Regions from separate parts of the Mus musculus genome. Here all the other regions are linked to region 3. The links are chromatin contacts, called in public ChIA-PET and HiChIP or PLAC-seq maps. All regions are on one chromosome and are shown on one strand. The core of a region is the stretch at or near the end of the contact, and the rest is flanking DNA. Distances in the headings are between cores, read along the strand shown. Region 1 overlaps Lclat1 (lysocardiolipin acyltransferase 1). Region 2 overlaps Lclat1 (lysocardiolipin acyltransferase 1). Region 3 overlaps Xdh (xanthine dehydrogenase). Region 4 has its middle 16 kb from the start of Gm30420. Region 5 has its middle 7.9 kb from the start of E330032C10Rik. Region 6 holds the start of Lbh (limb-bud and heart). Region 7 has its middle 16 kb from the start of Gm30476.

Region 1 (3,639 bases), core at 266-2,765, 780 kb after region 3:
GCCTATTCAGTGACATTCAGAATTGCCTCTGGTATTACACTATCACTTTGAATAAAAGCTAAGTCACTGCCCTACACAGGAATTTACCATCATCTAGGAAGAAGGAAGTTTGAGACCTAAGGAGGAACCAGAGTAGATACTATAGACACGTATTTACAATGGCCTAGGGGGAAGGTGGACTATACAATAGACTAAAATAGGAACTATGGCAAAGGCACGAAGCCCTTGCCCCTGGCTTCTAAGATTAAGTGGACCTTAGGTGGAGCTCTTTTTAATCCCAGTTGTTAACAATGAATTCTATCCCAGGTGGTTCCTGTTAGACCTTCTGTGTTTGCATTCCTCTGTTTTGTGTAAGAATCCAGTAACCTCTTTGTACCTTGCTGGTGTGTCACCCAACTTCCCTATTTTCTTCTGTATAAAAAGTTTGATGCTCGATTTGACAAATTACATTCAGATTCTACACAACCTCTCCTGTGTGCATCTGTCTGTCATTCCATCCAACGCTTTGCCCACCTGCGACTAGAGACCCGTTCCACGCAAAGGGGCCCAGAGGGTCTGCGGCAAGGTTTAAACAGTGAAGCACAAAAATACACTAACTTAGAAAGTCATCGATGAAGTAAAAGGAGCAACTTATAAAACGGTAAATGAAAAAAAGGGGGAAAATCGTCCCAAACTTTATACATGATGTTTATGTATTAATAGAAGTCATAAAAAAACAACAGCAAAAAAAAAAATGATACGGGAAAGAAGTGGTAATATAAGTTAGTGAAAAACATGGGTACAAATTGTGTAACTATAATAAGACTGTGTGATTTTTAACTGTTCTTTATATATTATTTTTCCCCAAAGTGGATTATGTTACATAGCACAGCTAATTTTCAAACCAAAATCAACTAAAGTTTCTGTGTCTTCAAAGACAGAGGACAAGTGACCAGCAGCAAACCTCTCTGCTCTGGCAAGTTGGGACAGTGCCATCAACCCACTCCACTGAATGAGCCACACATGGTAACCATGTGAGTTCACACACAATACACTTTACAATACTTATCAGAACTCACTCAAGCTAAAGAACACTTCCTTCTTCAGACTGGCTTTGGAAGTTTTATAATTTAAAGCTTCCTTTGGTAAGCTCAGATAACATATAAAATGGTAAACCAAAATAATATTTATGCATTGTTTTTAGTAAAATTGTGACTAACATGCTCACCCAATCTTATCACTGGTTGACCCTACAACAGCACTCGGTATGTTTAAAAGGTGGGCAAGAAGCAAGATCTGGCAAAAAAATTCAGCTGGCAAAAACATAGCATAACTTTTCAAGACTCATCTGAGGGCAAAATACCACTCTAACACAAGAAAAGGCTCCCTCCATGTAAGGTGCAGTAGCCTTTGCCATCAGCTCTAATACCACATCTCCTCCAATCCCTTTGCTCCCATTTTTCTGTGCATAGACCATCACCTGCTGAGCCACAGCTCTCGAAACCTTCCAGTCTGCAGGACAGCCTCCAACAGCCCTGCTCCATGCAGCTGCTCCTCTTTTGACCTCCAGAACTGCTCACGTGGTTTGTGTGTGCTATTTTTATGCCAACATCCTTTTCCTGACCTCCCATTATAGTTTACAAGGGGCCAGAACCCACATATTGCATCCCCTGTAGACACAAAGTGGCCTATCCAAAAATACAACAAGTGGTTACTTAGTTCATACAAAGTCTGGACAGTGATGTCACTTTGGGACTTAAGTGACTGCATAAAGAGTACAGGTATTGTCTTAGCCAGGGTTTCTATTCCTGGATAAAACATCATGACCAGGAACCAAGTTGGGGATACAACTTACACCTCCACTCATCATCTTCTGGATCCCATAGAGGGATATTTCTTACTGGCTTGCTTCCCCTGGCTTGCTCAGCTTGCTTTCTTATAGAATCCAAGACTACCAGCCCAGAGATGGTACCACCCACAAGGGGCTCTCCCTGCTTGATCACTAATTGAGAAACTGTCCCACAGCTGGATCTCATGGAGGCATTTCCCCAACTGAAGCTCCTTTCTCTGTGATAACTCCAGCCTGCGTCAAGTTGACACACAAAACCAGCCGGTACAATTATTATCCTGCAATAGGGGAGCAACTGAAGCTCTGAGCTCAAAAATGATGGTGAAGCTCTGTAGCCCATTCATGTAATTCCAGCACATGGATATACACATGTGTCTTATGCTTCATATCAGACCCTGTCTCAAAACAAAATGAGATAAATGCAAAGATCACACCTGCCAGTTCAGAGGATGGTTTTAATCCCTAAAGCAAGAATGGCAGTTGGCTCAGCACAAAGGTTAAGAAATGAGGTCTGTGGTCAGAAAACAGAGAATTCTCCCATAAACATCTAGCTCTGTGGTCCTGAACTAATATGACTGCACCTTTCCTACCAAAAGGACAAGGGAGATAACAGCAGGCTTGCCCTTCCTAAGGGTACTACATGAAAAGATGCAGAGTCCACTGCCACAGTTCCTGAAGAGACACACACTACACTCTGACACCAGTCAGATGCCTTGTCAGTTTTATTGATTTTGACACTCATTTCCTAGAAGTAGCATCAGATTCAACACCAGCCAGATGCCCTACAATTAATTCTATTTAATTCTGATACTCTGCCTGGGAGTAAAATCAGATCAAACTAGGTAAAGAGCAGGATCCAACAATACCACTCCTACTTCACATACCAATGGGCTTGTGTATTACTCAAGGTTCTCTAGAGTTACAGAACTTATGCAATGAATACATATACTAAATATATATACATATTTAAATATATATGTATATAATACATAAATATATTTATGTACTATCTATAGTATATATTATATAACATAAATATTACATATATACTTATAGCCTATATAAATAGAATGTATATGTATCTATACAATATATTATAAATATATAAACATAGATATTATATAAATATTTCATGTTCTATAAACATATATTTTAAATGTGTATATCCCAAATTTAAAATGTTTTTGCAGTTGTATGAAGGATAGTTATATATTAGGTTTTATGTTATAGTAACATATGTTACTAATACCTAGCTATTACTTTCAATTGGATATTAATCATGGCATAAGAAGATATGATTTTGTGTCAAGTTGACAAGGGGTGGATTGTGATGGCTATTCTTGGTTGTCAACTCAACTATATCTGGAATAAACTACAGTCCAGAAATGGAGGACACAATTGTGATCCAGATCTCAAGGCAGAAAGACAACATGTTTATTTTATTTATATATATATTGAGAATGAATTTGGCTCAGCTAACTGAGGCAGAAGTGGTGACTGGGAATTTCAAAGGGACACTGAGCAGGTAGGACCTAGAGTTGTGAACAAAGCCAGAATCATTTGCCAGTTATCCACACAGATAAAGCCATGGTTCTTCAGAAAATTGGACATAGTACTACTACCTGAGGACCCAGCTATACCACTCCTGGGCATATACCCAGAAGATGCTCCAACATGTAGTAAGGACACATGCTCCTCTATGTTCATAGCAGCCTTATTTATAATAGCCAGAAACTGGAAAGAACCCAGATGTCCCTCAACAGAGAAATGGATATAGAAAATGTGGTACATTTACACAATGGAATACTACT
Region 2 (4,180 bases), core at 1,647-4,146, 740 kb after region 3:
CTTTCACTTCCTTAGTTAGTCACGCCAAAGTATTTTTTATTATTTGTGACTATTGAGAATATTGATAAGTGGATATTAGCCCAGAAACTTATGATACCCAAGATATAGGATACAATATACCTGAATTTTATAATAGCCAGAAGCTGGAAAGAACCCAGATGCCCCTCAACAGAGGAATGGATACAGACAATGTGGTACATTTACATAATGGAGTACTACTCAGCTATTAAAAAGAATGAATTTATGAAATTCCTAGGCAGATGGATGGACCTGGAGGGCATCATCCTGAGTGAGGTAACCCAATCACAAAGGAACTCACGCAATATGTACTCACTGATAAGTGGATATTAGCCCAGAAACTTAGGATACCCAAGATATAAGATACAATTTGCTAAACGCATGAAACTCAAGAAGAACGAAGACCAAAGTGTGGACACTTTTCTTAGAATTGGGAACAAAACACCCATGGAAGGAGTTACAGAGACAAAGTTTGGAAGTGTGACGAAAGGATGGACCATCTAGAATCTGCCATATCCGGGGATCCATCCCATAATCAGCTTCCAAACGCTGACACCATTGCATACACTTGCAAGACTTTGCTGTAAGGACCCAGATAGAGCTGTCTCTTGTGAGACTATGCCGGGCCTAGCAAACACAGAAGTGGATGCTCACAGTCAGCTATTGGATGGATCACAGGGCCCCCAATGGAGGAGCTAGAGAAAGTACCCAAGGAGCTAAAGGGATCTGCAACCCTACAGGTGGAACAACATTATGAACTAACCAGTACCCCGGAGCTCTTGACTCTAGCTGCATATGTATCAAAAGATGGCTTAGTCGGCCATCACTGGAAAGAGAGGCCCATTGGATTTGCAAACTTTATATGCCCCAGTACAGGGGAACGCCAGGGCCAAAAAGGGGGAGTGGGGGGGTAGGGGAGTGGGGGGAGGGTATGGGGGACTTTTGGGATAGCGTTGGAAATGTAAATGAAATAAATACCCAATAAAATAAATAAATAAAATTTCTTTTAAAAAGATAATCTTTTGTTATCAAAGAATACACGAAGACTGTCTACTAAAATCTTCCAGCATACCATCTACATCGAATTCCTGACACAAATGAATGTTGAAATGCTTGCCAGGTTTGTTAAATTAACATTTCTAGTACCCGTGGTTATAATTTAGATTGAATATTCAGAAGGAAAGTGTGTGTTACAAATGAGAGCTCTTACACAGTGAGCCGGTTTGCTCCCCTTTCATTTCTCCTTTATATTGTCCAGAATCTAGGCTCAAACTCCTACCACAGCCTCCCAAGTGTCCTCTTTTGGGAATAAGTAGCCGTGGATACAACTTTGTAGTTGTTTCTTTTTGTACTGAGTGTATTTCCTTCTAAAGCTCTTTTAGAAAGCCTTACTTGTGGATATTCAAATCTATGACCTGTTTCTGCTCCTCTTTCAATGTCATGTTTGTGTTTCATTCTACCACACATGCTCATAGCTCATTCACTGTCAATGTTGAATTGTTTCATAGTGTTTGAGGGGTTGGATTTTTTTTAATCCCCTTTGATCAAGCCTTTCTCCACTAGTTATAAAATAAACTAGGACTTACATGTAAATGGTTTGGAATTTAAACTGAAGTTGGGCATAAGGATGTGCTGTAGTCTTGGTTTCTTGCGTTGGGCGGCTAGGTAGAGCTCCCTAACCAGGGCTGGCCAGTGCTGTTGCTGGACCTGCTTCACAGCTGCAGTTCCTCCAGTGTGCATGGAGACAGGAGGGCTGCTGAGGGAGGCTCGCTGGCTTCTGGTGTGGGAAACACTAACTCAAGGCATAAGTGAACAGCAATAGAGGAAATACAGGGCATGTTCTTCTATGCACGAGCCTACCACCACAGAAATACACACAGATTATTCATTAAAGCACTTCTCAATGTTTCTGCTGGTTTGTTTAAAATTAAAAGCTTTATGGGCTGATCATGGTGACACATGCTTTTAACCCCAGGGCTTGAGAGGCATAGGTAAGTGGATCTCTGGTTTTCTGATAAAACAGAGTAACAGTCAACTTCTACCTCATTTAACAGAAAGAAAAAAGAAAGTTTTTCATTCAAATGAAAAGCAGAAAAGACAGGGTGAATAAGCTCTGTGATGGTTTGTATATTCTTGGACCAGGGAGTGGCATCATTTGGAGGTGTGGCCTTGTTGGAATGGGTGTGACCTGGTTGGAGTGGGTGTGTCACTGTGGGTGTGGGCATAAGATCCTCAGTCTTCCACTAGCAGCCTTTGGATGAAGATGTAGAACTCTCAGCTCTGCCTATGCCATGCCTGCTTGGATGCTGCCATGCTCCCACCTTGATGATGGAATGAACCTCTGAACCTGTAAGCCAGCCCATATTAAATGTTGTTTTTTTATAAAACTTGTCTTGGTCATGCTGTCTGTTCACAGCAGTAAAACCCTAAGACAAGCTCACAGCTGAAGAGGATGTTTTAGGTAATGGACTGTCACCCCCACAAGATGGAACTCTCATCTGTCCTGTTCGTAATTACATCAAAGAATCTGCCTGTGTCTTGAAAACACCGGTGAAGTGAATTTAAAGCTAATCACTTCTGTTTGGCAGAGGAAATTCTCAGACAAGAGAGCATTTTATTCTGTGGCATGGCTACTTTTTACTAGATTTACCCAGGTTTACAGTTAAAAAGAGAAGAAGAAAAAGTCAGGATAGATCCAGATAGAGCTAGATCCAGGATAGCCAGAGCAACAGAAACAAACCCTGGGAGTGGGGGTAAGACTTAAAAGAAAATGCAGTCTATTGAGGAGGAAAGAGCTCAAAAGTTAAACCTTACAGCCACAGAAACACCTGGCTGTGCTCTGTGACAACAGGAAATGAGCCCAAAGAGAAAGACTTTACCCATTAAGGGCTCCAACTTGTGAGAAGGAAATTTTACTTGAAAAGAGAGCCTGATCAGGAAATGTAGCTGAGAGTGCTCCCCTTGCCTTGAAAGCAGCTGTCTGGGTAAGTGTTCTCCAGTATAAGCACGTGGAAGCTGATAGCAGTGCTCCAAAGGGGACCTAGTCACATCTCAAGCTGGTAGAAGAATGTGACAGCATTGTCCACGTAGGACTGGCTTTGCTGGCACGACAGATGCAAGAATGAAGAGGCCCTAGAATCTACTTCAGAGAGCAGCTGAGGCCAGGCAAGGTGTGGCAGGGCAGACACCTGCAAGCCTAAGTGTCTATGGAGATCCAGGATGTTGAAGAGGTCAGAACCTTTTGTCAAGTGTATTTCATTACAGAATAAGAACAGAACGCTTTAACTGCAAGTGTCCATAAAAGAGAAAGAAGAGAAGGAGGAGGAGGAGGAGGGAGAGAAGGTGCTGAGAAAGCTGGGAGGACCAGGCTGCATGCAGTACTGCATTTATAAAGCAGACACATCTGTATAGAAAACTGAAAGCACAAGTAACGGCAAGAGGGGAAGGCTAACTTTTAGAAGTGATGGTTGCGAGTTTAAGAGCCCTCACTACAGGATTCATTTTTCAACAAGAAAAATACACTATAAATGATTTAAAAGTCAATGGTCAGGAAACCCTCCCATGCCCACCCCATGTCCTGGAACTCACTCTGTAGACCAGGTTAGCGGCAGACTCAGAGATTCGCCTGCCCTTCAAGTGCTGAGATTACAGGTGTGAGCCACCACCACCACACACACAGCTGTTTCTGTTCATGTAAACCTACCCAAGCACCACTTCAGGAACTGAGTCAACCTGAATCTGAAGGGCCCACGGCAGCCACAAGACACGTTCACCCTGACGGCAGGCGCGCTGCCTGCTGCCTCAGTGATGAATGGCGATGAAACAGGATGGAAAGGGGCCTTACCAATCAGGGAAGACTGTTTCCATTCCTGTTTTCTTTTTCAGACGCTAAACACCTGGCCTCCCTACCAAAACAGTCTGACAAGCCCAGTAGCCTAAGCAGAAAGAAGAATTCACTGTTGCTAAGGAGAAAGGACTGGAACAATCCCCAAGGGAAAGACAAGCACGCACTGCTCACTGATTGGCAGCGGCCTCTTCCCAGTACCAGAGGAGGCAGGAGCTGGGACTAGAAACCAACAGCCATCAGCTCAAGATGAGGGATGCTCTCAGAGCACCATGATGACCTTGTAGAGTGCCGCCTGCCCCATGACTACGGAACACT
Region 3 (3,809 bases), core at 1,144-3,643:
CGGGTAGGCTCTCCTCTATCAATTAGCAGTGAAGAAAGTGACCCACAGTCATGTCTACAAGACAATCTGATGGAGACAATTCTTCAGTTGAAGTTCCCAGATGTGTCAAGTTGACAATCAAGATTAGCCACCACAGCAGGCATATCCCTGTACAGATCTGGGCTCATCAGGGGTCTCTCATTGCTTCCCCCAGGAGAATTATATATTGGTGGCCAGGAGCACTTCTATCTGGAGACCCACTGCACCATTGCCGTGCCGAAAGGCGAGGCAGGCGAGATGGAGCTCTTCGTGAGCACACAGAACACCATGAAAACCCAGGTCAGCTCAAGGCAGTGACAGGAGAACTCCTAGTGGACCAGGTCGGGCAGAATAGGAAACAGGAAGAAGTAGATACTAGATATAGATCCTAAGAGGGACATGAGTATTAGTCTTGGAATCAGAGCCTGTTCACCACCAGGGACATTGAACTTGCCATTTAACATTAACTAGTAAGGTGGGGCTTGCTAGCGTCATTTCATCAATCAGATACATTTTAGAACTTGCACTAGAACCTAGGGAGTCTTCACTTTTATAATTCTGAGGCTATGTGGCCAGCACATACCAAGGCATATCCTGCCCAAATATCTCATTGTTTAAAATCAAGTATGGGACCATGTGATAACCATAAGGACCATTAACTTAGCAGATACAGCTGTCTGTATATGATATTGCACATGCACTATCAATACAATACAATACTAGGTGTATGTACATGTACTAACTGGTACATGATATTGGTTGCCAGGATTTTTGGTATCTACTCTTACCATTCTGACCTAGAAGTCCTTGCCAAGTGAGATGATTTTTTTTTTTTCACCCTGAATGCATGCTGTTATCTTGCCCTTCTGGTAAAAAAGGAAATATCCGAGTTGCCTGAATTCACTTGGTGGTGACCAGTGAGTGCTGGATCCTGGCACCAGTCACCACTGGGAGGTGGGGAAGATGTTTACTTCAGAAATTTCAGAATTCATAGTAGTGCTTAGGCCCAGGCATGTTGGACAGGTTGAGGTCAGGCCTTGAAAAGGTCCAGAGGATGTGTCAATGCAAGGTTGTTTTTCTTCTTTTGTATAGAGCTTTATTGCAAAGATGTTGGGTGTTCCAGACAACAGAATTGTAGTCCGAGTGAAAAGAATGGGTGGAGGCTTTGGAGGGAAGGAGACCCGGAGCACTCTGATATCCACAGCAGTGGCCTTGGCTGCATACAAGTGAGTTTCTAGGCCCCCTTCTCCTGCTACAATGCCAGCTGGTCAGGATGGCCTTCTAGAGTCTCCCCTTGTTGAAAGTAATTGTCCCTACTTTGATTTCTCAGTTTTCTCTGTTTCAAACCCTTGAACATAAGGGCAGGGATACCCTCCCCAGCTTCTTTGTACATTGTATTCATGGCTTCTCTCTCCACCCCCACCCCCCAACTAGCTTAAGCTCCCTAGGAATAAGGTGAGGACTCACAGCCTGGCATTTCCTGTGTTCTTCAGCACAGCACCACCACTGAAAAGCTCAGTGTGTAGATGGAAAGCAAACCTCCGTACTGTTTAGCATCCTGAGACACACGGGGCTTAGGCTGCAGGAGGCTTACAGGTTTCTAACCTCCTTGATCCCCCGCTGCCCCAGGACAGGCCGCCCTGTACGTTGCATGCTGGACCGAGACGAGGACATGCTCATAACTGGTGGCAGACATCCCTTCCTGGCTAAATACAAGGTGATTGATCTGTTCTGTCTACTCGGGTAGGATAAATGGGTGGGATGGACCAGGACAGACAGACAGACAGACATGGGTGATATTGAGAATGACTCTCCTTTCATCAGGTGGGCTTCATGAAGACTGGGACTATAGTGGCACTGGAGGTGGCTCACTTCAGCAATGGCGGGAACAGTGAGGATCTCTCTCGGAGTGTAAGTAGTATCTGCCTGCCCCTAGGAGTGACTGGAAGGCCAAGGGTGTGCTGCACAGTCTGGGGGCATCCCTGCCAATTATTTCTGTATAGCCACGTAACTAAATCTTCCTCACTTTCAGCTTCCCGTCCTTGGACAATCTCTAAGCAGAGAATGACCATATTATATCTATGATTAGTAACTCGTCCTTTCTGTTCAAGATATTTGCCATGCTAGCCCTATTACGTATACATCTTCAGGTGTGTGTGTGTGGTGTGTATGTATGTGTGTGTGCATGTGCATGCTCATGAAAAAGACAAAAAGATGTAATATTTGTTTATAAAATAAAAGCTTTGCAAAAATTAAGTTCAGAGAGCTTAAACGAGCAAAGAACACTTTACAAACCAGTCAGCTCAAAACAGAGGCTCAGAGAGGTGGCCAGGTGGCATTTGTAGACAGGAAACGGAAGTGACTTTTTACAAAGTAAAGCATACTCAGGGAGTTAGGTTGCAGGGCATCCCATCCTGGTGCAGAGACATCCTCTGATGAAATTCAGTTGTGTTCAATAATATACGCCATGGACATTTATCTTTTCACAGTTCGAGGAGCTAACATAGCTTTAGGGAGGACTTTGCTTTCTGTCTCCCATAAGTAGAGTACTGGACACTACTTATGGTGTCCAGTAGCTGCTTTTGGCTTGTGCTGAGTTCTTCTACCTCCTTCCTAATTTTCAGTCTAGTATCTCTGTATCTTGAGAAAGGGGCACAGCGACCTCTGACTGTAAGTGCAGATTTCCTGTTCTTTCATCTGTTCTTCTTTGAGCCCTTGAAATTGTTAGTTCATCTGTATTTCCTCTCTGTTGTTTGAGACCAAACCAACGAGTATGCTTTGGGGAAACTGACGTTTTATCATTATATAATCTCTCTCTTATAATGTTTTGTTCACAATTCTCCTTTATATAATGTTACTAAAAGTCTGTTTTGTACCTTTTGTTTAATATTTACATGCTATATTTTCTAAACTTTTGCTTTCAATCTACCTATATTATATTATGATTACTATTATTATTGAAATGAAAATTTCAAAGAAATATAGTTACATCATATTTTTAAATGTACTCTGTTAATCTCTGTCTTTTATTTGTACTGATTTATTATTATCTTTTGAAACTTCAAAGCTCACCCCCTGTGACACACTTCACCCAACAAGGCCACACCTACTCCAATAAGGCCACACCTCTTAATCCCTCCCAAGTAGTGCCATTTCCTTATGATTAAATGTTCAAATATATGAACCTATAGGGGCCATTCTTATTCAAATAACTGTACCCAAATACTACTGGAAGGAAGGGGATGGAAAGAGCAAGAGAGAAAGTTATGTAGTCTGAGTTAGAGGTCAAGGAAGCATAGGGTATTGTAATTGTGAACACACAGTAGCTGTGGCTCCAAGCCTGCTAAAGTCTGACTAGCTACTGAACAGCAGGGATATGGTGAAGGCCTTGGTTCTTTATTAGACCCTTGGCACCATCCAGAAGGAAAGTCAGTAAGAGGTCTTTTTGCTAAGTGAGCATGAAAGTCCAGGGTCTTATGTGCTTTACAATGGCTTTATTTAGGGTGTGGGTAGGGCTTTATAAATGGCTACAGGTGGTGAGTGGTGAGTCTTAGATCCATACCTGACTTTTTGTGATACCATCCGAACAAGAGTGTTGGGGCACCCCAATGGAGCCTCATGAAAATGGAAGCATAGGTTTCTGATGAGATTTTGCAGATGTGGTTATAGGAACGGGGTCACAACTCGTGTGAATGAGTATGTGTTTGTGTGTGTGTATGTATGTGGATGTGTGTGTCTGTGAGTATATGTATATGTGAGTGTGTGTGTCTATGAGTGTGTATGTGGTATTC
Region 4 (3,807 bases), core at 150-2,649, 900 kb after region 3:
TCTCTCTTGCCTTCTCTAAGTATGATTGTGGGTCAGATGTGCCTCCTGTCTCCTCTCCAGGGCCTCATCTTTCCTTCCACAACAGCAGCTTTGTCACAGTTCCTGGCCCTGCTCTTCTAGAAGACCAAAAACTCCCTGAGAGACTCTGTCATCTTGTTTACCCATGTAGGCCAAGACCCACCACGGACCTGGCCCACAGCCAGGGTTTGGCAAATCATCATGGAAACGGAAACCAAATTCAGATGAAAGTTTATTTCAGCCACATAAACTAGGGACAGATCCACTAACAGAAAACACCCAAGCTTTGACTGTGTACTGTATAAAATCTCAAGCATTCTCATGTCTGGGCAAAGCACACACTTTAAACATCTATTTACGGGATGTTTTAAATCACATTTGCTGGCTACGTGCTGTCTTTTCTTGGCATCCACGGAGAGCTATGCAACAGTTATCATTGAAGAATTGAGAACAGCAAAAAAAGTTTCATCCATTAACTTAGTTCTTTCCTTTCATTGGGGAAAGGTGCTCACCCTCCATATGTATATCTGGATCAAGGAATGGCAGCCATGTTCCCTCTTCAAATAGAGTCTCCTGGTGCCATTGCTTAAAGAGACGTCTCCAGCCTTCCCCCAAGCACACAGTTCTTTCCTGTCACCTTTCCCTGCTTCTATGAAGCACCTTCTCAATGTGAGATTACCTATTTGTTCTTGATTCTCCCACTTACTGCTGGCACCCTCCCCTTATAACTCTGGGAGGATGCTGGAGGGGGACTCCAAGCACTCCAAGTACCTTCTTCTAGTCAGCTCCTGGAAGGTCTACCATTCTCTTGAACCTGACTTGGAGTAATTCTCTAATCATACTCTGCTCTGAAAATTAGCCATTCCTTCTGCTTCTGCTGAGAAGTCGGGGCAGGTAACATTTTCAGAGAACTTTCAGTGTCCAATCCTGATATAAGGTTGTTTTTCCTAAACTTTCTCAGCCATTAGAGAGCTACAGCATTGCCTCGTCCTGTTTGGACTTTTGTTTCTCACAACCATTCGATCCTCTAACTCTTCCATGTGTACCAGAAAATGGACAGAGAGCACAAGGCAGCCTGTATTCACCTTTTCTGTGTGGTGGGCTAAGAGTCACTTTGTGCTGGGAGCCCTGGAGCCCAGGAGAAACGGCTTGCAGTTTCCTCCTCCGGTCACCAGGGGGAGATGTACATTCCAGAGTCCTCCCCCAATGCTCTTTGGGAAGCTGGGAAAGTAGATAGTGTGTCCCTCCTTGGACATCAAGCTGCACACAGGCAGAAGGACCTCATGATTACATAAACACATTAAATGGAGACCCACAGCCCTTCAGAGACTCACAGGCAGTCACCAGTGGGGAGGCAGGGCAGGAAGTGGTTTCGAGAACCACTCCCTCTGCTTTATAGACCAGAAAATAAAGGAACCTCTCTGGTTAAAATCAGAACCAGCTAGAACGCACTCTGCCCATTCTCCCTTCCCGTTCCACTATGCTGATCCATCTTTGATTCTGGCGTATTCTGGGTGTGGGTATCTCCCGGTGTGGAGAATGGCTGGACACAGACCAGATTCCCCTGGAAGACAATCACGGAGAAGGCAGGGAGGGAATTTAAGACTCGATTTTGAATGCCTTGCCTTGGATCTTGATGTTTAATAGTTTTGGGACGAGGCCAGGGCCCCAGACTCAAAGTCACAATCATAATTTGGTATGAGTATCTCTGTACTGCTTTGCAGCATTAAGGATTTGATGAGGTAATCCTAGCACACACCTAACAACGCTGAGACACACCGTAGATAAGCGCTGTTTAGTCAAAATTGAGTTTTGAACAGACTGGCAAAACCGAGGGCAGAGGTGGGACAGTATATGTCCACAGGGTTTCTCCAATCATTACAAATAATCCCGAACTCTCACAGTGCCGATACAGCTAGTGTTTCGGGTCTCCTTTAGCGAAGCATTTGCTTCGTGCTCGTGGAATGCTCTGCTCTTCGATGCTGCCATGACCATGGCCATCTCTGGGGAGTCGGCGTTGGTTCTCTGAGCCGCTTGCACCCCAGGACACGAAGTTCAGTATCCCCAGCTCTTGACTTGATTATGGCTTCAGGAAGGACGCCTCTTTAGGATGTTTTGTGCATATTCAGCAGCAGGGCAGCTACCGTGATATATGTGACACTCCTAGGAGGCATTGACAGGTTTGACTATACACAATGTTACTCTAGCCCAACGGAACCCAGACTGGCTAGTACCATGATGAGGCAAGGTCATAGGTCAGGTACCAAGGCATTCAGATTATTTCCTCCCTGCTACAGGTGCACGAGGCTGAGCAACCATCTGGGAACAAGGAAAAAGGGGTCCAGTGACACCCATTCACTCTCCTGAGAGACTAGCCCAGATGCATAGGCTCTGGATAGTGGGTCGTCCATGTCTTCTGCGGGATAAAATGGCATCTTTGTCTCTCATGGGATATTTATTCACAGTCTCTTGAAACCTCAGAGCAGTCTGCTTTCCTCAGACACAGGTTGTCCAAATGTGCCCCGAGGCAGAGTCTTTGATGCTTGTCAAGTAGGTTTGAGTGGGTAGAGGCCAAGCTACCCACCACCGTCTCTTCAAAATGTCACCCCTTTTGGTGGCTTGCACGGTTGGTTTTCAGTGCAATTGAAATTCCATACCTAAAAAATATGTCTGTAAAATGGCCCATTACGGACAAAGGTATGATTGTGGATCCCTGTCCTAGGTGACCTGCATGAGTTATTGTTTCTCACAAGAGCCCTTTGAGTAGACACGGCTAGTTCCACATCAAGCACAAAGAGACCAAGGCTCAAGAAAAGAAAGAGATTTGTTGCAGGATTTTCCCTGCCCAATTACATTAGGGCAGCTGAAGGCCTGTGATTGGACAGGGAAAAGGGAGGCGGAGCTAAGAGTTGAGAGAGCCAGTGTCTGAGAGGAAGGGGAAGGCAAAATGGAAGTGGACATGAACCAGCATGGCTATAACCAGCCACAGGTAGTTATGATATCATAAGTTTAGACTAATTGGGATAATGCTTTCATCATTATCAATTGGCTCTGAAAATATTGTATTGGCATCTTGTAAATTGAGATTTTATTGATACATAAATCTGATTGGTTAATTATAAGCTTTAAGAGTTGATTCTACCGGGTAAATGAGTGTTGTGGCTGACTGTGGGGTTGACGGTCATTGCGTGGGCTGGCGTTGTAGTGAAGAGAACTCAGGAGCTCCGGCCCAGCCTGAGAATTGGTGGGTAGATACAGAGCTAATGGGGCTGAGAGTTGCCGGCACATGTGCGGGCCTGGCAGCAGTGATCCGGCATGAGACTGCGGAGCACAGGCTCAGAGAGATGCCGAGTTGGAGGTAGCGCGGGAAGCCTGCTGGTTCTATTTTTAAATATTTCCTGCAACAGGGATTGGCTCAAAGGGGTTACCGAAGGGAATGATCCCAGGACTATAAGCCAGGTATGGCTCCAGCCAGCATCCCCAGACCCATAAAATCATTCCACAGAGGAGTGGGGAGATAAAGGTCTAGGTTCAAGTCCAGCTCCGAGCTTTTCATACTCAAATGTTCCTTGACTTGGTGTGTCATATCTTGTTTTCTTCTCTAACCAAGTAGGCCTGCTACTAACACCAGTGAGAGGAGACAGGAACCTAGTGGTACTCTGTTATAGGGTCCTGGGAGACAGCTCCCACAAGGCTCCCACAACCTCAGCCTTCGATCTGGATGCTCCAGCATCACATCCGGCGTGCTCACTCCCGAACCTCACATGGTGGAGTCATGAACCACAAAGA
Region 5 (3,754 bases), core at 725-3,224, 650 kb after region 3:
AAAGAGGTCCAACTCCAAAAAGAGCCACTGGGCATCACCCTTCTTTCATTGCAGTAGTTACAATATCTGACTAGAAGAAGCTTACAGGGTATTATAGTTTCATCTGTGTTGTGATAAAGGAAACTCTGGCAAAAATCAACTTTGGAAAGGAAAGGGTTTATTAAGGGAACATCAAGGCAGGCACTGCAGCAGTGAGTGACATCATATCCACAGTCAACAGCAGAGAGAAATGAATCCATCTTGCTGCCTACTTTCTCTTATCTAGCTTTTTCTTATCTTGTATAATTTAGGACTCCAAACCCCCAGGGAAGGATGTCACCCAAAATGGACAAGACACTTCCCAAAAGACATAGCCATAGGCCAACTTGATTAAGGTAACTTACTAAAACTTTCTTCCTAGCTAATTCTAGTTGCCTCAAGGTGACAATAAAAGCTAACCATCTCAAGACAAGATTTACAGTTCACAGAGATACAATCTGTCACACAGGGAAGTCACAGCAACTGAAATATGTGGAGACTTGTCACCTTGCTACATTGTTTGACTCGTCACATTGCTACATTGTTTCTGTGAGCAAGCAAAGAGAGATGACCGCTGATGCTCAACTGACATTCTCCTTTTCATCCAATCTGTACCCCAGCTCATGAAACTGTATTGCACATTCTTCAGCTAGCCCCTTCTAGAAATACCCTGATAGACACAGGGATGTGTTTCCATGTTGATTCTAAATCCAGTCAAGTTGATGGTGAAGATTAACCATCACAGGCTCTAAGGAACCATGTATGAACTGACACATATACTCGTGTTGGCTAGCCTTGTGTCAACACAAACTAGAGTTACCTGCAAAGAGAGAACCACAATTGAGAAAAATGCTTCTATCAAATCCCATTATAGGCGGGCCTGTAGGGCATTTTCTTAGTGGTTGATGGGAAAAGGCTCAACCCATCATAGGTGATGCCATCCCTGGGTCCTACGTTCTATTAGAAAACTAGCTAAGCAGGCCAGTAAGCAGGACCCCTCCATGGCCTCTGCATCAGCTCCTGCCTCCAGGTTCTTACCCTGTTTGGGTTCCTGCCTTGACTTCCTTCAATGATGATCAGCAATATGAGAGTGTAAACCAAATAAACCCTGTCTGCCCCAAACCTGAGCAAAATGAAAGCCAAACTTGGATTTTGATCATGGGGATTTGTTGCAGCAATAGAAACCCTAACAAAGACGACGTTGCATCGCATTGTCTCACTGATATCAGACAACCCCAAGCTATAAGGTCACCACTGACTAGATAGTCACACTTCATTAGAAATGTCTTCTCTCTGCTCTGTCCCAGTAAACTTGTTCAGTCACAAGCATGTTTGGAAAGAAAAAGAACTTGGGCTGGTGAGATGGCTCAGTGGGTAAGAGCACCGACTGCTCTTCTGAAGGTCTGGAGTTCAAATCCCAGCAACCACATGGTGGCTCACAACCATCTGTAACGAGATCTGACTCCCTCTTCTGGAGTGTCTGAAGACAGCTACAGTGTACTTACATATAACCAATAAATAAATCTTTTAAAAAAATTATTTCTGTCAATTATTAAAAAAAAAGAAAGAAAGAAAGAAAAAGAACTGAAGGCAGTGGACTGATACCACAGTAGGTATGTTTGGTAAAGGTGTGTGTGTGTGGGGGGGGTCTGTGTTTGCACAACCAGGGTGGGCCTCTTTGGTTTCAGCTCCTTCAGCTACTTCCCACTTTCCCAAACCTCTGGCCCCCAGCTGACCGGCTGTGAGGTGCAGGTTAGCCCTGAGGAAGCTCTGAATCACGGTCTGAACTTCAGCCTAATGTCCTTCGCAGGCCTTGTCATTTGCAACCCGACCCACTTCTTGCTCTTCAAGCCTCCGGTTTTATGGCTGAAAACATCTGTATGGAAATGGGCTCTGCCAAAGCAGCGACTCCCCACCCTGCTTCTGCACCGGAAGTGCTGAGTGCTGGGTCGCTTCTGGCTGTTTATGACTGTTTGCTGTGGAAACGGCTGGATTCACCGGGCCCTTAGAGGCAGCAGGTGCAGAGGGAACCGGGAGAGCAAATGAGTTCACGAGAGAGTTCCTGTGCCTGCTTCTCACTGAGACCTGGAGGAGCAGAGAATGCAGCCAGATCCATTGAAGGACAACACAGGCATAAGAAAACCTGGGGGGAGGGGCGTGGCGCGGTGAGCTGGATATTAAATGACCCCCAGATGCAGGGCTGAGAAATCCCCTCATAGCTGACTCTGAGCTTGACCACAATATCTATCTATATCTATATATAGAGAGAGAATCCTTCTGGCTGACAGTGCTCCTTGCTTCTTTGCATGCGAGCCTGATCTCTTGCTCCAGCCTGCTGGGCTCTGTTGCTGGGCTCTGGAAAGCACATCTCAGGGATGCCAACCATTCAGAAATGAGCTTCTGGAAAGGCACAGCACCTGCCCACCTAGTCGGCTCTCCCCCTGTGGAGAAAATTTAGACAAGAAGGATCAAGAGAAAGGCAGAGAGACACTGGGCTCACTACGCAAATGCATGAAATCAGTTCACTAACTGTTCTTAAGGATACTAATAGGCCAGTGGGTTTTCAGGATAAGACTCACCAGGATAAGGTACCTACCCAGAGGTTTCCCATGAAGGAGGGGGTCCCACCACCAGGTGAGAACACAAAACCCCATGGCAGCTAAGGTATACTTTTACTCTAAGCTTAGAATGTTAAGCCCTTACTGTGCACAGAGTGAAGTGTTAGCTCTGTAAAGACAGATTCTGGCCCTGGGATCCTTACTGCTCTCTAGAGAACACAAACCCTTTCAGTGCTGTGAGGCCTAAGAAAGGACGTTGGAAAGGGGAGGGGGGACTGGTTAGCGTGCGCAAATCACCCTCGAGGGCGGCGGATAGGAGCTTGGAGTTTCATGTGGAGATTTCCCGGTCAGAGTTGAACCAAGTGCAGAATGGAGGAAGGGAGATGAATGGTTGAAGGGAATAGCTTTGCGTCCACAAGAAAGGTCCAAGAAGGCAACCTCTTCAACCTCATGTGTACACAGGGCCTTGTGTGCACAGCTAGCCGGGAGAGAGGTCCTCTCTGTGCGCATCTCTGGATAGCCACTGATAGTAACTGTCAATCAATGCAGTCGCTGACTGATGAAATGGGTCTTCCGTTTCAGAGTCAAAAGGCCCCTTCTCTGCTGGTATAGAATGACGAGTCTACAATGGACAGATGACAGGCTCAGAACCCATTAGTAATGTTGGCTTGCAGAGGCCAATTCAGCAAGTCCTCTGGAACCAGAATGAAGCCTAGGGGTGAAGCTGGGCTCTGCTCTTTCTGCTCCCTCTTAACACATAGCCAACTGTTCTCCGTAGCTACAGCTCCCGGGACCCCAATAAAGAGTTGTGTCATAGGAGAGATGGATGTCTAGAATGTTCTAATGTTCCTTCAAGGTCAAGGCCATCTGTGCATAGCTCATTCCTCTGCGGTAGGAATGGTTATCTGGACCAAGGTCAGGTACATGTCTTTAGTTTCTCTATCCTTCATTCTACCACCCATGGTGAGTTCACTGCCTTCCCCACCTGTTCCTTCTTTTGGAATTGAAGGGCTGAATTTGTTGGGAAGGGTGGCTTTAGAGGTCCTGGTGTTGGAGGTTTGAAGACTGCTTGCCAAGGTGCTTCCCAGAAGGTCTAGGAGACACATGTAGACCCGACTCTCCCTCCAGTCTCCATCCTTCTCCTTAGGATGCAGTTTCTGGAACAGCTGTGCAGAGCA
Region 6 (3,850 bases), core at 174-2,673, 990 kb after region 3:
GGTGACTGTCATGGGGGCAAGTTTAGGGTTAGAAGCTAGACTTTAACAATTTCCTCCCTAGTCTGGAAAAGCTGCCTCCAATCCCTGAAAGAAGAGAGTCAATAGCATTACAGGGTTAAGACCAGGGTCGTCGTCTCCTGTAGCGGCGTCTGTTCCTTTTTGGAACTGTGGCGCGGGCCCAAAAAGTTAAACTGAGAAACACGAACTTTCAGAGTTCCTGGGCTAAGCAGAATAGCGCCGCTCTCCCCGGGTTCAGACCTTGCATTGGACCCGGGTCTGGCTCTCCAAGGCTGGCACCTGCGAGCGCGCTCCAGGACCACGGGTGCTCGCCTCCCTGTAGCGCCCCTCCTCTACACCACAGCAGGAAGGAAGAAGCAGCTGGCGCGCACGTCCCAGCAGCTAGGGGCCTGTCCCCCATCCTTCTCGGCTCTGATCCTCCACACCCGATCTTCCCCGGCTGCAGGCAAATCTCTGCAGCCCCCGACTCAGCAGTGGCCGGCTTCTTCCAATCTGGCACTGGGAGAGCTTGCTCCTTCCTAGCCCCGGCCCTCCACAAAGGCGCGTTGGATTTAAGGGACAACGGAGAGGGCAGGGGTTGTGAGGGTGTAGTTTGCACCCTGATGCTTGTGGCTTGTTTGTGCGGAGAGCGTCTCCCCAGCATCCTCCCTCCCCCAGAAGCTCTGCAAACCCAGCGGCTGCACCAGCTCGGCCCCTCTGCAGCCATCCTCGACGCCGAGACTTGCGTGCAAACAAAAAGGAGAAGGGGAGGGGCCCGGGAAACCGGAGCCCCCTGCACCAAGCAGGACTCATCTCCTGTGGCCCTCAGCGGACAGGGTTTCCTTAGGGGGCTTCAGGTGGGACCCCAGGTTCTCCCCACCCAACGCCACCATATCCACGCCCTCTGGCCGCCACTTAAGTGAAGGTTCCGAGTTCACTTCCTTTGTCTGGATGCTCTCAGCACCGCCTCCCCCAACCTCCAGCTTTGCAACCTTGACGTCGACTCCTGCAGGGGCTGAGGCTGGCGGGTTAACCCGCACTGGGTGTCCGTGCCACTCTCCGGCCTCGTACCCGGAGCCGGCACTAGGAGGCTGCCGGGCTGCGCAGCCACCCGGGTTAAACTGGCGGCCGCCAAAGGCGCAGGATACTCACCAGTGAATGGGGAAATATACAGACATGAAGTCCTAGGGGAGGCTGACCCACGCCCTTGTGATTAAGAAAAACAAAACAAAACAAAACAAACAAACAAACAAAAAAAAACCAGTCACTGAGTCCTGAATGAGATTGGCAGGGGCGCAGAGGAGAGCAGCGGGCAGCCGAGAGCGGGTACTGGGCTAGCGCCGGTCCGCCTTCCGGAGACAGCCTCGCTGCCAACGGCGTAGGCAGTGCAGACCAAGCTCTCCGCTCTCCACCGATCTCCGGGTCCCACAAAGAGCCCGGGAAGCAGCATTTATAAGGGAGGGGCGGGGCTTGTCGGCGAGCGGCCCCGCCTCTCCTCGCCCACTCTTAGAATAACGTCACCAAAATCATGAATGGCTTCAGCGCTCATAGCTCCCGCGGGCGGCGGCGGGGACCAGCCGGGCTCTGCACCCTGCCTGAGCTGGCTCCCAGCAGCTACGAGCCCGCCCCCCTCCCCACCGTTGACACACACGCGTGTTCCCGAGCTGGAGTTCAATGTCAACGCAGCTTCCTGACCATAAATCCGCAGCGTCCGCAGCCCCCTCTCTGAACACAGGGACTCTAAGGGCTACGGGGATGGGTGGGCGTGAGGAAGGAATGGGGGCCCACGCGGGAAGAGACAGATCGCCGGGGGAGGGCGCCATTCTTCCATCCGAGCGCCCGCTGTCGGGTTCTCTGTGACTTCCACATCTCAGGACCCTTCACTGGTCATCCATGCAAAGTAGGCCTCTCTTGGACATTATCGCCTGTGGCATCCCGATCGTGGCGGGGCCGGGGGAAAAAGGAAAAGATGGGAAAGAAGGCTGCACAGCTGCGGGGCTGGAGGCACCCATGCCGGAGGGGGCATTGTTGGCTTTCTAAAAGTCTGCGGTCCTGGAGTCCATGGAGGGTTCTGTTTGTGGGAGAAAGGATGTGGTGTCTTACTAGGGTTTTTCCGTTGCGCGAGCGCGCTTGCGTGTGCACACACACACACACACACACACACACAGAGTAGCATATACGGTTTGCATTGGGAGTAGAGGGTGAGGAGAACGAGCGGAATACAAGTACACCCGGCTAGCCTTAGCTCCCAGAGCCCATCTGATAGAAAACACAGAGTTGAGAGACTGACTCCTTCATAGCCCAGGAATTGCAGTTCCGGTGTCTATCTTGGAGACTAAACTGCTGTGCAGCCCCTACAGCCAGGAAGAACGGAGTCTGACTCAGTACCCAGCGCTGCCCCGCTGTGGCCTCTGTTTCAATTACTCTTGTAAAACAGCTTCCTAACCTTGACCTATGTGCATAAAGGGACTGGGGAAAGGGAGAGCCGTGGTCGAAAACTAAACACAATTAAATGTGATTTAAAATAAGTCTGCACCCTGAAAGAAAAGCGTACTGGTTATATCCAGCAAAAAGCTGCTGGCATCAAGAGACGAGTTTTCAGTAGCAGGGGCCACGCGGATGTTGAGAAAGAGGACCTCATAATTTTCAGCATCTACTCTTTCTAAGAGCAACTTTGCAATAACTGCTTTCCCAACTATGCGTACCTATATACATCCTGAGTAAAAACTGGAGCGTCCTAAAAGAGCCGTATTTCATAAGCCCTGTAATCAGAAAAACGCAGGAGGCTGTCCTTACCCCCTTGAGACAAATGAAGCGCTGTTTGTGCTCTTCAGGACTATTCGCTTCTGCTTCTGACCAGGTGACAGGGGTCTGGCGGAGGGTGGGGCTTTATGAACAGGGGCCAAGGGAAGATGGTCCGTGGTGTGTTATTAATGGAGGGGCAGCCTGAGCCTTTTAATAGAATGGGAAAGTATCTCAGTGCCATTGGCTGACATGTGGCATATTGTCACCTGGGGAGCCAAAGAGAAGCCAAAGTCTAGAGATCTAGATTCTAGACCGAGCTTTCCTGGAAACCCTCTGAGGGTGGGCCCTGAGGCAGACCCTTGGGTTAGCAGAAGAAAACCTTCTCCCATGTTTGCCCATACAATCCCTCACAAGACCTGAGATGAAAGGCAATGGATGGTACCATCGTGACCTGTCACAGACACATGCATGTTACATATTTGTGATTATTACCTATCAAACCCTCTCACCACCTCCTCACACCACGGAAATCAATCAGCCCTTTTGGGGAAGAGGATGTGAAGAAAAGTCTCCCTCTAGAATAACAACCTGGCCTCGTGGAAAATGGCCTACATTGGAGGACACCGAGTTAGTGTCGGGTGAGTACTTTTTGGGAGAGTGTATGAATGAATACTTCAGCTCAATTTCAGCTGTCAGAAAATTAGAGCAGAAAGTCAGCCTTGGATCGTGGCTCCCAGATCTACACTACGCCAATTCTCAATGCTACTACATCTATGTGGCTCCTCACAAGGAGCTACGTGTTTTTTCGAAACATTGTCACTGTGTTGGCTTTTAACCGAGTGGAATGAGATTAAACGGCATAGCCTAACAGTTTACAGAGCCCAGTTTACAGATGTACAAACCGTGCTGAAGTAAATTAGGGAACTTGCCACAGTTAGACAAGGCTGGACTGGGACTGGAACTCCGGGTTTAGGCACACTCAGCTTCTGTCCAGTCCTTCACATCTCTGCATTTCCTCGTTCCTTTAAGATACAGGAGATTGGGCAGACAGTGGCAGTGCACACCTTTAATCCCAGCAGTCATGAGGCAGAGAGAGTGTACTGGCTAG
Region 7 (3,838 bases), core at 181-2,680, 850 kb after region 3:
AAGAGTAAGAAAGAAAGTAAATGGTGATAATGAATGTGGTGGTTTGAATATGCTTGGCCCAAGGAATGAATGGCACTATTAGGAGGTGTGGGCTTGTTAAAGTAGGTGTAGCTTTGTTGGAGGAGTTGTGTCACTGTGAGGGTGGGCAATGAGACCCTCCTCCTAACCACCTGGGAGCCAATCTTCTCTTAGCAGACTTCAGATGAAGATGTAAAACTCTCAGTTCCTCCTGCACCACACCTACTTTGATGCTACCATGTTCCGGCCTTGATGATAATGGACTGACCCTCTGAGCCAGCGCCAATTAAATGTTGTCCTTATAAGAGTTGCCTCGATCATGGTATCTGTTCACAGCAATGAAACCCTAACTAAGACAATGAAAGGCAAAGGGGAAAAAAAAGCATGAGAGGGACATCAATGAAGGAGGAAGAATAAATCAGAACAGAAAAGAGAGAAGAAAGAATCCCAAAACAGTGGGGTATGATACAGCTATAGCAACATGAATTATTTTAGAACCTCCCAGGAAGAGAACAGTGCTTTTCCTCCCAATGTGATGAAGGTCCCTCCATGGTCCAGCTGTCCTCCACTCTTCCCTCAGAACCAGCTTAGCTCTCCTGTGGAGCCTGCACCCATTGTTCCTATTCAGGACATCAGTGTCTACCACCTAATTCAGGGCTGACATGAATCTTTCAAGTCTGTGACAGGCTTTTGTAAAACTCAAACAACACATAGCAAAGCAATTGCTCAACTGATTCCTAAGATGCCACCACCTGGGGTAAGTGCAGGCCAGCTGTTAAACAGCTGTCCTACATCAGCCCTCTGAGCCAGAGGTGGAGTGAGGCTGTAATTCAGCAAGATAAAGAGAAAGCTTAGAGGCCAGGGACTCACAGCAAGAGTTGAAGCCTGCAGAACTACAGCCCAGGCTCTTGGCCTGAGTTTTCTTTGTCTTTGCAGTTTTATTATAAATATACTCATAAAAATAAGTACCACTCTCCTTTTGCAAAAGCACTTTATAATTTAAGCATTTCCCATGCATTGTTTCATTTGATCCCTTTGCATTTAAAATTGTTTTAAAATTAGCTAAATGTCAAATGTATTTATAACCTCCCCCCACTTGACCTACATAGTTTGTACAAACATTGTCTGTTGCTTTCTTATAAATGTAGCACAGGAGGGAAAAAATGCCTTTGCATTTTTCCTCCCCTGTCTCTTGCAAAGCAGCCCTTTCTCTCCTCTGGCCACTTCTCTTGACACTGTAATTACAGGCTTTTTGTAACTTTGTTTTCCTGTCTGTGTCTCGGAGGTGGCAATTCTTTGTTCCTTTTCCACTTCCCTTTGAGAAAACGGTTTGTTTCTTGCACCTGTGGCTTGCCCCTTTTACCTCCTCCAATGTCAGCACAGCCAATTGTCACCAGGTTCTTCAGAACCTAAGGACAATAAGAAGCACAACAATTGTTACCTAGTCAACTCCTCCCTATAGTCCTTGGCCTGCAGCTGCCCTTCCATTGCCCCATATTTTATTGTTGGGAAGTAGCTCTCTTTTTACCTAACTGGGTAACATTGGAGGCTAGTGAACATTGGATCTCTCTTAGCAGATGTTCCCACAACTGTAATGCCAAAGTAGAGTGCAGCTCACTTTATAGGCTTGAAAAGTTAGAGGGGAGGCGTGGGATAGAGTTCAGCTGTCAGAGTACTTTCCTCACATGCATCAATCATCCTCAGCACTACCACATTGACCAGGAATGGTGGTCCTTGCTTGTAACCCCAGCACTCACGAGGCACTAGCGGGAGGATCAGATATTCAGGGTCCTCCATGCTCAGATACAGGGTCAGTTTGAAACTATCCCAAGCTACATGGAACCTTGCCTTGTCAAAAAACAAACAAACAAACAAACAAACAAAACCACATAGCTGCTACTCCAGAGCCTTATATCTGACATGGTGTGAGCACCCATGGGTGTCACCTCCCCGTCTCTCCATTGGCACACTCACCTCATTTGGAATCTTATGAACTCTTGGCTCTGGAATAACAAGCTCTGTGAGTCACCCCAGTCCTTTACCCCCTTGGGCCAGACACTCATCTTTGTCTCATTTAGAACATACAGAAACTGGAATGATAAAAGCCTTCTGCATCCAACAGTCACTGTGCGGTCAGGATCAAATGGAATACAGTTAAAGGTACTCTGTACAGTAGATGGAGATCTACCAAGAGATCTTCTAAGCATCAGGCATTCCTGGGCAAGGCTACACAGTCCTACTTCACTGCAAAAGTTTCTGTACCTTCTTCAAGACATTTTTAAAGCAGTAGAACACACATAAAAAGATACCATCTTAACCATTTTTAGTGTACAGCTTAGTAAGGTTAAGTATCTATATTATTACATTACTATATAACCAGTCAGTAGAAAACTTTTAGCTTGCAAAAAAAACTGAAGAGGGGAACTAAATGTGCTTAACCTGTACAAAACCAACATCTAAGGTACGAGCTGTTTTCCCCCTGAGAGCCCCATCTCCTAAGGCTGAGGGAGTTCATTGAGCTAGCCCATCCAGCAGAGGGCTGTTTTAGAGTTACCCAGTGATAGGCGCATGAGTTTCCTCTGGGCTACATTTTCTCCATAGGAAAACTCTCCCTTCCTGACACCTTTGCTACCGCAGAATTAGCATTTTGGCTTCTAGGGTTGGATACTTTGCCTTTTTCACTCTAAAGAACAGGCCCTTCCAACTCCAGAGTGGTGAGGACGGCTCATGCCTCCAAGTGCAGAAAGGCCTCAGAGAAGCTATGTCCACTTAGAGGAGTCACAGGTTCTTGAACCAGTGGGTTTGCTTCTGTTCTAGTTCATTTTCCCTTGCTCTAACGAAATGTAGGAAGCTCAATACCTATAAAGAAAAGGGTTCTATTTAGCTCACAGTTTTGGTGGTGGAAAGCCTGAACAGGGTTACCCTCCCCCGCCCCCCCCCCCCCCCCCCGCCCCCGTGGCTCCATTCCACTGGGTCAGATGGCCATGATGAGAGCTTTCATGAGCAGTGATGTATAACACTAAGTGAAACACTCTCCTCCAGAGGAAGGTTTAAGACCCCGGAAGTGAAACTTAAATGGCTTAGGATGTTCCCAAGATCCGTAAAGCACATCCCCGGGGTTATAAAAACAGCAACAGTCACTGAGGAGAAGAGATTCTCCAGTCAGCCAAGTTGACTAAAAGTTATTCGGGGAGCTCCAGGCAGGGAAGCAAACTTTGTGAGTTGTCACCCACGCTGGGGTGGATGTTTTGGTGAAACCCCTGTAAGTAATTCTCACTCACATTCCTGTAAGTAGCCTTAAGGCACTTGTTTGTTCCCTAAGCTAGAGTTGGGGGAATGCTTTCATGGGTCCGTCATTGGCTGACGTTTGTTCCTATCTCCCTAGGAAAAAAAATCACACAAGAGTCAGATGGTTGAATGGGAAGCCAGAGGATGAGTCAGGGACCAGTTTTGTTCTTTTGAGAATTCTGGGTGCCTCAAGAACCGCCTTGATCACTCCTAGATGCAACATCATTAGCCGCTGATCATATCTCCTAACACCTCCTACCTCTTAAAGATCCTACTGTCTCTTAATGCCATCATAACGGAAAGCCAAGTTTCCAGTACATGTACCCTTAAGGGACAAATCATATCTAAGAGAATTATGACTGGCCCAAATGCTGAAGATAAGTGACTTCTGAGTGCTCACCCTTAGGTGGGACATCTGTATCATACCATCTGCCCAAAGGTATGGGGACATCAAGAATGCAAGAGCTGAAGAATGGAAGAACGTTGTGAAATCCTGGCTTCTGGATACGACCTGGCCATTGCGCTCCTGAGT

What was found. HiChIP or PLAC-seq counts read pairs in DNA pulled down with a chosen protein or histone mark. ChIA-PET counts read pairs in DNA pulled down with a chosen protein or histone mark.
Region 1: an H3K27ac HiChIP or PLAC-seq map of large pre-B cells shows a contact between it and region 3, with 3 times the contacts expected there. The contact joins two enhancer-like sites. A contact is called at or near these places in 1 of 15 datasets of contacts at CTCF or cohesin (the NIH/3T3 cell line) and 1 of 115 datasets of contacts at active chromatin or transcription factors (large pre-B cells).
Region 2: a contact with region 3 is called in an RNA polymerase II ChIA-PET map of memory CD8 T cells, with 7 read pairs. The contact joins two enhancer-like sites. A contact is called at or near these places in 1 of 15 datasets of contacts at CTCF or cohesin (the NIH/3T3 cell line) and 2 of 115 datasets of contacts at active chromatin or transcription factors (large pre-B cells and memory CD8 T cells).
Region 4: a contact with region 3 is called in an H3K27ac HiChIP or PLAC-seq map of large pre-B cells, with 4 times the contacts expected there. The contact joins two enhancer-like sites. A contact is called at or near these places in 2 of 39 promoter capture datasets (hippocampal neurons and pre-B cells), 1 of 115 datasets of contacts at active chromatin or transcription factors (large pre-B cells) and 1 of 9 other capture datasets (adipose tissue).
Region 5: an H3K27ac HiChIP or PLAC-seq map of double positive thymocytes shows a contact between it and region 3, with 7 times the contacts expected there. The contact joins two enhancer-like sites. A contact is called at or near these places in 3 of 115 datasets of contacts at active chromatin or transcription factors (astrocytes, double positive thymocytes and large pre-B cells).
Region 6: an H3K27ac HiChIP or PLAC-seq map of double positive thymocytes shows a contact between it and region 3, with 5 times the contacts expected there. The contact joins the promoter of Lbh here to the enhancer-like site in region 3. A contact is called at or near these places in 9 of 39 promoter capture datasets (the 3T3-L1 cell line, hippocampal neurons, liver and 4 more), 1 of 15 datasets of contacts at CTCF or cohesin (the NIH/3T3 cell line) and 9 of 115 datasets of contacts at active chromatin or transcription factors (T-cell acute lymphoblastic leukemia, cardiomyocytes, craniofacial prominence and 6 more).
Region 7: a contact with region 3 is called in a CTCF HiChIP or PLAC-seq map of the NIH/3T3 cell line, with 5 read pairs. The contact joins two enhancer-like sites. A contact is called at or near these places in 1 of 15 datasets of contacts at CTCF or cohesin (the NIH/3T3 cell line) and 2 of 115 datasets of contacts at active chromatin or transcription factors (the NIH/3T3 cell line and large pre-B cells).

The regions. Positions count from the first base shown.
Region 1 is chr17:73,124,452-73,128,090 of GRCm38.p6, reverse strand. The region is part of intron 1 of Lclat1 (lysocardiolipin acyltransferase 1); the gene reads right to left. Among named protein-coding and RNA genes, the nearest start is that of Lclat1, 18 kb to the right of the region's middle. Within about 2 kb of position 1,515, at least 14 of the 459 cell types and tissues checked have an H3K27ac peak or open chromatin away from gene starts, as enhancers often do.
Region 2 is chr17:73,162,602-73,166,781 of GRCm38.p6, reverse strand. All of the region lies in intron 2 of Lclat1 (lysocardiolipin acyltransferase 1), which reads right to left. Among named protein-coding and RNA genes, the nearest start is that of Lclat1, 57 kb to the right of the region's middle. Within about 2 kb of position 2,896, at least 52 of the 459 cell types and tissues checked have an H3K27ac peak or open chromatin away from gene starts, as enhancers often do. A contact at or near this core is called in memory CD8 T cells, where this site is marked.
Region 3 is chr17:73,904,130-73,907,938 of GRCm38.p6, reverse strand. It overlaps Xdh (xanthine dehydrogenase), which reads left to right. Exons shown (of 36, transcript NM_011723.3): 21 at 194-318; 22 at 1,111-1,244; 23 at 1,648-1,735; 24 at 1,843-1,929. Among named protein-coding and RNA genes, the nearest start is that of Xdh, 44 kb to the left of the region's middle. Within about 2 kb of position 2,393, at least 22 of the 459 cell types and tissues checked have an H3K27ac peak or open chromatin away from gene starts, as enhancers often do. A contact at or near this core is called in double positive thymocytes and memory CD8 T cells, where this site is marked.
Region 4 is chr17:73,006,568-73,010,374 of GRCm38.p6, reverse strand. No RefSeq gene overlaps it. Among named protein-coding and RNA genes, the nearest start is that of Gm30420, 16 kb to the left of the region's middle. Within about 2 kb of position 1,399, at least 85 of the 459 cell types and tissues checked have an H3K27ac peak or open chromatin away from gene starts, as enhancers often do.
Region 5 is chr17:73,257,046-73,260,799 of GRCm38.p6, reverse strand. No RefSeq gene overlaps it. Among named protein-coding and RNA genes, the nearest start is that of E330032C10Rik, 7.9 kb to the right of the region's middle. Within about 2 kb of position 1,974, at least 94 of the 459 cell types and tissues checked have an H3K27ac peak or open chromatin away from gene starts, as enhancers often do. A contact at or near this core is called in double positive thymocytes, where this site is marked.
Region 6 is chr17:72,915,878-72,919,727 of GRCm38.p6, reverse strand. Lbh (limb-bud and heart) reads right to left here and starts at 1,423. Exons shown (of 3, transcript NM_029999.4): 1 at 1,150-1,423. The coding sequence starts at 1,175. It overlaps Gm30375 (predicted gene, 30375), which reads left to right and starts at 1,573. Exons shown (of 2, transcript NR_168598.1): 1 at 1,573-3,380.
Region 7 is chr17:73,051,348-73,055,185 of GRCm38.p6, reverse strand. No RefSeq gene overlaps it. Among named protein-coding and RNA genes, the nearest start is that of Gm30476, 16 kb to the right of the region's middle. Within about 2 kb of position 1,430, at least 48 of the 459 cell types and tissues checked have an H3K27ac peak or open chromatin away from gene starts, as enhancers often do.